2 separate regions of the Pan troglodytes genome follow, and region 1 is linked to region 2. Evidence: chromatin contacts called from public Hi-C data. All regions are on one chromosome and are shown on one strand. The core of a region is the stretch at or near the end of the contact, and the rest is flanking DNA. Distances in the headings are between cores, read along the strand shown.

What was found. Hi-C and Micro-C count contacts between places; a contact is called where the count stands out from the background.
Region 1: a Hi-C map of stem cell-derived neural progenitor cells shows a contact between it and region 2, with 2.6 times the contacts expected there. The contact joins two enhancer-like sites. A contact is called at or near these places in 1 of 7 Hi-C or Micro-C datasets (stem cell-derived neural progenitor cells), 1 of 1 datasets of contacts at active chromatin or transcription factors (stem cell-derived excitatory neurons) and 1 of 1 other capture datasets (stem cell-derived neural stem cells).

What each region holds. Positions count from the first base shown.
Region 1 is chr9:98,347,527-98,353,230 of NHGRI_mPanTro3-v2.0_pri, reverse strand. The region is part of intron 1 of MAML2 (mastermind like transcriptional coactivator 2); the gene reads left to right. Among named protein-coding and RNA genes, the nearest start is that of MIR1260B, 98 kb to the left of the region's middle. Within about 2 kb of position 3,445, at least 21 of the 24 cell types and tissues checked have an H3K27ac peak or open chromatin away from gene starts, as enhancers often do. A contact at or near this core is called in stem cell-derived neural progenitor cells, where this site is marked.
Region 2 is chr9:98,159,708-98,165,473 of NHGRI_mPanTro3-v2.0_pri, reverse strand. All of the region lies in intron 2 of MAML2 (mastermind like transcriptional coactivator 2), which reads left to right. Among named protein-coding and RNA genes, the nearest start is that of MTMR2, 130 kb to the right of the region's middle. Within about 2 kb of position 3,918, at least 4 of the 24 cell types and tissues checked have an H3K27ac peak or open chromatin away from gene starts, as enhancers often do. A contact at or near this core is called in stem cell-derived neural progenitor cells, where this site is marked.

The sequences.
Region 1 (5,704 bases), core at 2,196-4,695, 190 kb before region 2:
AACTGTATATATTACATTGAACAGTCAACATGGGTAACTACAATCCTGGGTATGATACTGCAGTAAGTGCAGCCTGAACTGTCTCTACTGTGCATGTGGGAATAGTTCATTGTTTCTCACCAAATAATTCAGACACATTTGACTCCATTCGTACTTTGACTGAAACAATGCAGGAGTTTTCTCACTGGTTTTATACTAAAGAGATTGAGCACTTAATCTGTACTGTACCTAAAATGGCTTTCAGAATTATCAGTTTACAAAGAGAGTTTATGGATATGTTGAGGAGGTAGATCGCATGCCATCTCCTCTCTGATGCCCTACTTGACACCCCAGGCAGAAGCAATCACTGTGCTTGACTGATGCCTTGTGCTTCCATAGCATTTTGTATGTAGTTCAACCATGACCCCGAACATGAAATCCCTTTCAGAACTTCATGGATTTGCATATGATGTTCTTTTGTCTTTTCTACTTATAAACACCTCCTTATACTTCAGAATCCAAAAAATGCCTGTTGAAGGGATGAATGATATGCTCTGTAGAGGAAATGACTTTCCCTGAGTTAATCACTCTTTCTTATGAGTCTCAACAAACTTTCTTATGAGTCCCTATGCTTCATTTTTGTCACTTATCCAGTTCTTAGGATGTATTTACCTGTTGGTCTCTTTCACAAGTCTGTAACTCTTTCCAGCATAGGGACCATGTTTCATGTTGCTTTGTGTCCCCAGTGCCTAGCATAGTACCTAGCACATGATAAGCCTCCACATTTTTGTTGAATGTGAAATATAAAGAATTAAGCAGCTGGGGACAGTGGTTCACACCTGTAATCCCAGCACTTTGGGAGGCCGAGGGGGGCGGGTCACGAGGTCAGGAGTTCGAAATCAGGCTGACCAACATGGTGAAACCCCGTCTCTACTAAAAATACAAAAATTAGCCAGATGTGGTGGTGCACACCTGTAATCCCAGCTACTCAGGAGGCTGAGGCAGGAGAATTGCTTGAACCCTGGAGGCAGAGGTTGCAGTGAGCCGAGATCGCACTGCTGCACTCCAGCCTGGGCAACAGAGTGAGACTCTGTCTAAAAAAAAAAAAAAAATTAGGTATGGCTGTGATTCAGGTGAACATAGAAATAGCTTGAGTTAGGGCACAATTTTATAGCCATACAAATTCATATTGAAGTTAAGTCAGCCAACTTAGTGCATTTCAGATGAAACCTCAACGTGAAGATATATCACTTTTAGACCAAAGCAGAAGTTTATATAAAGGATATAAGCTTTTGCCCTGTATACTCAGGAATTAAACTAAAAAGAAATCTACAAATTCATTTATAGATAATTTCAATTTGAGGCCTATAGATATGTGAGAAAGGTTTCTTTAAGGTTTAATGACCAAGTTCCACGTGAGCTCTTATTGGGAAACAAAATTCTCACATGGCATTAATATACTATAAATTGTGATTTGTCAAAACATTCTCATATCCTATCTAGGGTGAAATTTAATATTGCCAATAAACTTTCCACTCGAAAAAAATGGTAAAAGTGTGCATGCTAAGCATGTTTTGTTTTGGAAAAAAAAAAAAAAAGAAGGATGACTGTTCGGAAGGCACTTTCCTGAAGGCTCCCTGAATTAATTTTTGCAAATTATTTGGAAAATTCAAAGAAAAATTGTCTTTTGAGAGATACACTGAGTATTATATTTTGTATGTCAAAGGAGCATTGAATTTCTTGTTGATATCAGTTGCATTGGCTTTTTTGGTTTTGCTTGTATTATTAATTGTTTCTACAGTTCAGTATGGATGTATAATCTCACATCTAACATCTGACATTTTAAGATACAGCATGTTCCTTTTGTTTCAGGTGGACAAAATAGATCCTTTTTTTAAGTATTTTGTGCACATCTTATGACTGTGTCTTTCCAAATAATACACATTTCATGTTGGATGGCATGGGTGTGTGGGTGATTGGATGCATGGATAGACAGACAGACGGACAGATGGATGAATGGGTGGATGGTTGAATAGTGTGTGATTGCTCTGAGAGTCCAGGTGCTGGGTTCAAGTCACAGCTTTGTTAACTCACTCCCTGGCCTATAGCAAATGAATGATACAAACCTCTGTTTCTTCAATGTACATAGTTCTGTAGAGTCGTAGGGGTGAAATGAAATAATGCATGTAAAGAACTTTGTGTTATAATTGGCACATAGTGCTCAGAAATGTTAGCTCTTATTAATATAACAATAATCGATAGATATATGGCTATAACCATATAAACCATTTTTAATTTAAGGATGAATAATTACAACGTGTAGATATCATGAATGCATTGATTGTAATACACTTCAGAATACCAGTAATTTTCTAATCATTAGAGTTTAAGCTCTTCTATCCATATATTAGAAGTGTAACAACCACAAGCTTCCTTATCTACTTATAGAATTGCAAGCATAGCTTACATATGAAAACATTCTTACACGTCATAATAGGGCAGCCAGTTGTATTAAGCATCTTGTCTTATTAAGATACCATTGTTGTGTGCAGTTAAATGTTTGTAGTTTCTTGGTAAGTGCCCTTAAGGCAGATGTCTTACCCTCCAGGGAGACACTGAGGCTCTCAAAAGGGGTAATAATATTTCAAAACATCTGAAACAGGGTTTGAGCCATTAGGCCGCACAGCCCCAAGTTTTTATTAATTTGTACTCCAGACTTCACTAGAGGAAAAAGCAGCACGATTTTTAGGCGAAGGAATAAGCCACTTGAGGTCCGCCTCTGAATCAGTTTCACAAAGAAAAGTCCATCAGTGCAGAGGAAGGCCAGCGGACCTGAGTACCTATGTCGTGGTTAAAGAAGGATGACTGGGCCGGGCGCGGTGGCTCACGCCAGTAATCCCAGCACTTTGGGAGGCCAAGATGGGCGGATCACGACAAACCATCCTGACTAACACGGTGAAACCCTTTCTCTACTAAAAATACAAAAAATTAGCCAGGCGTGGTGGCGTGCGCCTGTAGTCCCAGCTACTCGGAAGGCTGAGGCAGGAGAATGGCATGAACCTGGGAGGCGGAGCTTGCAGTGAGACGACATCGCGCCCCTGCACTCCAGCCTGGGCGACAAAGCGAGACTCCGTCTCAAAAAAAAAAAAAGAAAAAGAAGGATGACTGTTCGGAAGGCACTTTCAGCTTTTCTCATAGTTTTAACATGTGGGTCTTCCTTCTTGGAGGTGTGGGAAAAACAGTCTAAGCCTGATGAGAAAAGGCTGTGGATTTCTCAGGTGATGGCTCTCGCGAGGTCTGAGCCGCGCGGCTGGGGTCTGGCTCCGCGCGCGCCTGGACACGCGCAGATTGTTTTGAACTTGAGCAACGCCTCCTGCTAGCTTTCCACCCGATTTCTGTTTGTTCAGAGCTGGCCTCCTCTAGCAGGAAGTGCCTGCCGTTTAAGGAGTGCAGGCAATTCCCGACAGCCAACCCCGCCTCCCCCGCCTCCTTGCTCTGCTTCCTTCTCATTGGTCTGGAGGCCGGCCGGGCCTTATCCTCGCATTTTTAAAATGTCTTCTTTTGTCAGCTTGAGGTTTTCCAGAATTTAAAAGCGGAAAGGAAGAGAGAAGAACAAGGAAGCTATTAAAGACACATTAAATAAACTCTACTGGGAACAAGTGTGTGTGTGTGTAAGAGAGAATGTAACTTTTGCAAGGGAAGTTGGTAGATTGCTTATTATTTTAACAAAGAGGGGGTGTGTGTGTATGTGTATGTGTGTGTGTGTGTGTGTGTGTCCCTGAACTGGAGAAGCAGATGTTTAAAGGAGGCAGCAGGAAGCAGTTCTGACAAATGAAAGGATTTTTGATTGAATTCATGAGCTAAAGTTTCCTGCCAGTAATGCATTCAACCCTAGGCTACATAAAAGAAAAACCCATATAATTGAAGTTTAATTGCTTAACTTTTAAACATGCAACCAGAACAGGCAAGTGTAGCTTCCACAGGTAAACCTAAGTGATGCTGTAAGCTGATTTGGGGTTATTATTTATTGGTACTTCATAAAATTATGATACTTTCCCCTTTATCATGCTCCTGCTTTTTCAGTGCTTGAGTGCCAGAGTCTATCCCTTATTGTCTGTGTAAGTTAAAATCCTTGGTGCACACTTTTTTTTTTCTCTTTAAGCTGTTTCGTGAGCAGGTGCAGATGGCTTTCATGAACTGAGCCAAATGAAATGCTCTGTTTCAGCCTGCAGAAACTAAAGTTTTTAAAAACGGAACAACTGTTTTGTGCTGTACCTATAATTCAACTGGAAAATGTTTTCCCCCTTTTATGATGAAAACTGCCATCTCTGTTTCTCTTAGTGAATTTGGTTTATTTACAGCCTTAAGGAAATCTTGTCACTAAAATCCACCCTCACCACTCCTCCAGTATTTTTCAGTCTGATGATTTCACAACCAGAGCCATTGCAAAATAAGAGTACATGGGCATTTTTTAAAAATCCCTAGTGATTTTTATGAAGTTTTTTCCTGTCTTGTTTCTCATTGTATAATTAAGTAAACAGTTTCAGGAATACTCAAAACATTGAGACTGCTCTACCTTTTCATAAATATAATATGAAATAAATCACTTTACTCATCAAGGGTTTTAATTTTAAACCAAGCAACAGAAAGAGGGGCATCCACTTGGTTTGGTGCTTGCATTGTTGAATCCTCTTGAGAAACAAAGTAAAAAAGTGAATTAACTTCCTTGGATCATAGAAAGCTCTAGTGGCCATGGTTGTGATGAACCTTAGCTTTCTGCTCTAATCACACTTGCATGGGCTCTCATGCAAAGATATATAACAAGTAACCATAACCCAAAGCTGTAATTTTGCTAATTTGCTGAACCCTGAACTGAATAAAACCCAAATATTAATGTTGTAACTGAAGCAAAATATGTTCAAAAATAGACCAAACAAACTAATTCAAACCAGAATGATACTTAGATATTTTCTAAAATGATTGAACAGAGCAAAACTAGAATTTCAAAAACTTCCACAAGTCTAACCTTAAACAAACCAAGGGCCCATTGGTTTGCATCGTTTTATGAGATCCCAGCAGGAAGTGGAGGACTTAAATTCTCCTCCTCTGTTGACTTCCGCAATCAACACTGTCCCAGGGACACTCACTCTGGCAACAAATGTTCACAGGCAATACCTGTTATGTTGACAGAGAAGCCAATAGGGCAAGGTTTCTTACTCGTGGCACTATTTTCTTTCTGGACTAAGTCCTTTTTGTATGGGGCTGTCCTGTGCATTATAAGATATTTACCAGCATCTCTGGCCTCTACCCACTAGGTGCCAGTAGACCCCTCCCTCCAGTTACAAAAGTCAAAAATATCTCCAGACATTGCCAAATGTCTCCTGGGGGGCCAAATCACCCCCTGTCAAGGACCACTGCAATAGGGGAATAGTCATCAGCCTCCCACATTGTTTCAAAAGGATTTTTTAGTAGATGTTGGAAAGAGAAGCTGTGCACTGATCTTCCCAGAAGGACCACCTAGTAGGAAATAAAAGCCAGTCTCAAAGTCCTCATTTCAGAGTTGGTTTCTCTGCTAAAGCAATAAATCTTTGATGCTGAGAAGACAATGTATGGTACTACTGTGTGGCAGAACTAGTGAAAATACTGTAAGTTGTTGAAGACATTTGTAAATATATACTATAATAAAAACTCTACCTCACAACAGCCGATGGTGTTGGTGATCAAA
Region 2 (5,766 bases), core at 2,669-5,168:
ATTTCAGATAAGGGATACTCAACTTGTACACAAAATAGGATGGTTTTATTCACTTCTATGTTTATTACATAACATGGACTTCTTTCTGTTTTCCTCAACCTTACAATTTATCATAAACCATGCACAGAGAACAAGAAGTAGGGGATTTAAAAATCTGAATCAAAGTCTGCAAATGGACAAGGAATGAGCTACAATCCAGATTGATTTTTTAAACTATTGCCTTTTATCCACTCACCTATGGACATGCAGCTCTTATTTTATAACCTAGTGCTATTATGAAGTATAAATTTAAAGTGATCATGAAATTCTATCATCCATTTAAGTCATAGTTTTGCAGAATTACCATCTTATGCATGTAAATATTTGTGACAAAGAGAACCAAGCTAAGAGTCCAAGGTACCTTCTTACTAACTTACCCTAGGTAAATTGCCTAAACTCTCTGTGCCTCAGGTTCCTCTTTTATTTTTTTATTACTATTATCATTTTTGATATAGAGTCTCACTCTCTTACCTAGGCTGGAGTGCAGTGGCACGATCTCTGCCCACTGCAACCTCCACCTCCCGGGTTCAAGCAATTCTCGTGCCTCAGCCTCCCAAGTAGCTGGGATTATAGGTGTGCACCACCATGCCTAGCTAATTTTTGTATTTTTAGTAGATACAGGGTTTTACCATGTTGGCCAGGCTGGAAGTTCCTCCTTTAAAATAGGATAGTAGCACTCTCAGAGATGTAGGAAATCCTATTATAGAGAAGGGCTTGGCACAGGACTTGGCAGTAGGTTGCACTGTAAGTAGAAGCTGGGATTGTTGGACTATAACTCATGGAACAGGAAATATTCTGGCAGGCAGATGGGCAGAATTCTGATGGCTCCTACAACAGGAATAGAGAGAACTGGGTTCCACTTAAACAAGGTACCTCAAAGAGGCAATCTCGCTCTTGTTTAAAACTGCCTGGGCCGGGCGTGATGGCTCATGCCTGTAATCCCAGCACTTTGGGAGGCCGAGGTGGGTGGATCATGAGGTCAGGAGTTCGAGACCAGCCTGGCCAATATGGTGAAACCTCCATCTCTACTAAAAATACAAAAATTAGCCAGGCATGGTGGCGCATGCCCGTAGTCCCAGTTACTCAGGAGACTGAGGCAGGAGAATCACTTGAACTCGGGAGGCGGATGTTGCAGTGAGCCAAGATCGGGCCACTGCACTCCAGCCTGGGCAATGGGGTGAGACTCCAACTCAAAAGAAACAAAACAAGCAAAACAAAACAAACAAACAAACAAAAACTGCTTGGACTTGGATGGCCTCATCATTGCCTCCTTTTCTGGGGATAAGATGAAAGGCTCCAATCAGGCTGACTGGCACTGGCCAGCTTGCCAGAAGGCATGGTATCCCCAGCCCTCTCTACATTATTCTAAGTTTGGAAGTAGTCAGAAGAAAATAGTATGGAATTTTAGTCCCCAAATCTACTCATTAAAACCATGTGGATACTCTACTTCACACCCTTACTTGAGGCCTTCCTGGCTCTGACACAGATTTAAGACCTAACTTTTAGTGAATTTTCTGATTCCTGGTCCTGCAAATTAGAAGAGTTCATGAAAGGACTGCTGGAAGGAAGCACAACTTGCAGTGAAAAGTGATAACTGCTCGATATTAAAAGAGAAACCTGGAAAGTTCTATACAAAACAATATCCCTGTCCACTATGATAGTGGATTTTCCTTAAAGATCACTCTCAGTTGTGTAAAATGAAAAAGATTAAATTGTGTTTGGTATATTTTGTTTCCAAAGGCAGAGAAGTATGAAATGCACTTTAAGGAAGATTTCTGTTCAGAAGTTTTGGTTTCAGTGGTCTACAGAGTTTACTTTTGTGGAACACCTCGTTCTCTGCCAAAGCCAAATAGATGAAGTGTTGCTGTATTTAGAAAATAAGGAAAGTGAAACATTTGTTGTAATAATGTGAATCTTTTAAAAATAATTGTTAAGAAAAACTATAAAACTGGCATACTTTTTAAAAAGATTATTCAGGAGCAAACTCAGCTCTATTAGGAGCTTTTTGAGGAACAATACTATTTTATTTTGGTTACCAGGTCTAGATTAGGACTCGACACTCTGAGGTTGTTTGTTTTTGGATGGAGAAATGGATAGATGCCTGGATGTGTGAATGAATAGATGGATAGATAAATGGACAGACATTGAAGAGATGGAGGGATGGATAAATGACGTTATTTTGGCTTAAGTTGCATTTAGGAGAAGTTAAAAGGATGTGAGAGAGGCATGCAGGGGATATCAACTCCAAATCAGGAACGAAATGGCTTCTGGAGAGCTCACTTCAAAGAGAATAAATTTGAGAGTCAGAGAAACAGAAAGGATGCACAGCAGTAGTGAGATCCTGGCATCCATGGCAGTCATGGATGTATAACTGATTCTAGTGTGTACGTTATAAACAAAAAAGAAAACCCCAAGTTCTTGTCCTACTTCTGCTACTGTAGATCTGGGTGATTTAGGGGCAAACCTTTTGTACTTCTCGGGCTTCATTTCTTTAATCAGCAAACTCAGAAGGTGAAACTAGATCATTGAAAGTCTACACTACTGATGTAGATCAATACACCAAACAACAAATTTCATTTCAAGGACATTGGTATTCTTAGAATACAATTAACATCCTCTTGCCTTTGTCTAAAGCACTTACTTTGCAGTCAAAATGGCTTGTCCACATTATTATTTTTTGAATGAAAAGATTTGTGCCTCCCACACGTAGGGCTTGGTGTATTGTGAATGGTAGCCTACACATACGCAAATGAGAACTGGGAAGATAATTAAATCTGAGGTGGAAATAGAGTAGACTTGTGAATGAACAAAGAAAGTGTATTTCTCTGGAAGCCAAGATGTCAAAAGTACATTTTATTGATACTGTATACTCTCAGCTTCCATGTAAATCAGTATTCTCATGCTTCAAATGTTCTAACCTTGCATTTCTGAAGAATCTATTGTGTATATTAACAGCGGCTGTGGCAGGAGATGTCAGGCATTTTTAAATTCCAGATTTAAAGAGATTCATGAATGTGCATGATGCTATACATAAAGAATTGAATGGTCAAATGCACTTTATTTTGAGCTAAAAGTTAGAACAAAAGAGATTCATGTCAAAGACTTTGGATTCCCAACCTGGGCTTTTTTTTTTTTTTTTTCCTCAGAAAATAGCCATAAAACTAAAAGAGAGAACATGTGACCCAAAGGATTCTAAAATGCTTCAGAATTTTAGAATCCTTTCCAATGGCTCAGTTTGGGCAAACTAGCTCCAGACCCCACCACTATCCAAGCTCCACCATCCTTTCTTATGACTCACACTCACAAATGAGTGCTGAGAGCCTGCCCTGTGGGGGCAGGGATGCCCTGTTAGAACAAACATGAGCTGAAGGTGAACCCAAAAGTAATTTGGTTCCATCCCTTATATTACATAGATGAAAACCGCCTTCCAGGGAGGTGAAGTGATTCACAAAGTAACACAGCAAGTCACACAAGTCTTTTGATTTCTAACCCATTGCTTTTGTCATGGCCACACTGATCCCTGACAAATAATATAAAACAAGGAAACCAGACCCTTTTAAAAAAAAAAGGTTATAATGCTATTACTTTTTTTCAAATGAGCCATTTTTTACCTTTTCACTTTGTTGCTTTTGTCTTGTCAGCTTCTTGTAGAAAGATGACTTAGTACATGAAAATTCAACTTGGCATTTTCTTTAGACAAAGTGATCTTTTAAATGTAGCCAAAATTTCTTTTGGAGTATGACTCCATTTCACATAACACAGCCTAAGATTGATGTTTACTAAGTTGGTTGTTCAAATCATGTTCGGCGCTTGGTTACATGGGCTGTTTCTTTGTCTCTGTCTCTCCCTCTCTCTCCTTTTTCTTTGTGCTTGACACAAAAGGATGGGGGCCCCAGGATCATCTGGAAATGGATCAGTGTATTCATGTGTGAGCTTTACAAAGCACTGGAGCAAAGGTGTCATTAAACGTTAGAAGTCATTCAATCACACCCATCTTTTCATACAAAGTATAGAGAGAAAAGGCTCTGTATGGTAACTATGCATAAAGCTTTGTGTATTCATTTACCCTCACTTCTTGGAGTAGCTGGCTCTTTTTTTTTCCCCCTGCCTCTTTCTCTCTTAGAGGAGGTTTGAGATTAGCTTTGCTTGTCTAAATCTGCCATTAATACTAAGCTCCTGTGTAGTGCTGAAAGCAATTAAAGTAATAGATTTTTAAAGAGAGCTTGTGGGTTTAATTCTGATTATGTTTCCTTTCAAATTATTGAGGTTTTCTTAGGCGTCCATGGTAGTGCCATGGGCATGGCAAGAGAGAAGTATGACTCTTACCAAGAAAAAGGGAATGAATGGTCTACCCTTAATTATATTTCCAGCAACCTTTTCTAGGTACTAAATGTAGAAGTCAATTAAGGGAGGTTTCAATGTATCAGTATCCTGTTTGTCCTGAAATGTAAATGGAAGTTAGGAGAGTTTTGAAGCAGATGCCATCTGCTGGATAGTTAAGATACTGTAACCAAAATAATGTGAACAGAAAACATATGGAACAGTAGATCTAAATGAATGGACTGATTGCTAATTTAAGTAAATACTACTTCCCAGGCCCCAGGTAGAGTGAAATCTCCCTAATATACTGTCTACAATGGAAATATTTAAAATTTATTTTTTTCTAATCTGAATAAAGAAATCCCTTCCTGTTCATGTGTAATGCAGATCCTCAAACTCTTTATTTAGTTTGCCATCATAAGAACAAACAGAATCAGTGCACATCTTCTGAGAAATGATAACTGCAAAAATGCCTTTGGAAGCCCCCAAAATTAAAACCAGAAGTAATATAACAAAATGGGGAAGGGTTAATATGGTTATATGGGAACAAAGGGTAAGTATATCAAATTAAAACCATATGTAAGACAAATACAGGCTAAATAGTTAATTCTTCTTTTTCTCTCTCTGAGGGACCCTTTTAAATAGAATTGGTCCTACTTAACACCATCACACTCCCACACTGCTCCCTCATTGGAAGAACCCATAGATAAAAGAGCCCCTCCTTAAACTGTACAACCTCCCTTAGAAATTGTTTATTACAGTCATGTTCTGTATAACCCCTGTTGTTACAGGATCGCAGTCTGGCCTCCTTCTCTAACTATCAGAACAGGTTGTTTCACATTTTTGAAACCCATTTTCCTCATTTGTTAAATATCACTCAGTGAATTTTACTGTCCTAGTGAGCTATTTAAAAAGTTAAGGCACAAATTAATAGTATATCCATAAACAGCATTCCCCCAAAATATCCCCGTCTAGAGTTACTACTTAGAATTAGGACACTGACAAGTTAGTCTGTGAAAAGAATGGCATTTCTCCACATGTAGAAAAATGTCCTAAGAAATAAGAACCTTTAAATTTCCAATCTGCACCTGGCTAAGAACTCCTCTGGGGATTTTGCAGAGAGGAAGGGGCAAGGGACCCATGTATAGTAATACATGTAAGTAAGATTGTTCATTTTCTTTCTCCCAATGGAATATAAAACAGTAAAACAAACTCCATATATTTCTTACATGAAGAGCTCTCAAAATGATGGCACCCAAGTTGTCAGCTCCATTTCCATTTCTGAGTCACAGATACACATATATGGCTAAAAGGAGGGAAGGAGCAGACAAAATACCAAACAGATGAAGAGAGAAAGGAAAGATGTTCCCAAACATGTTAACTGTTTGCCCACATGACTTATTGGTA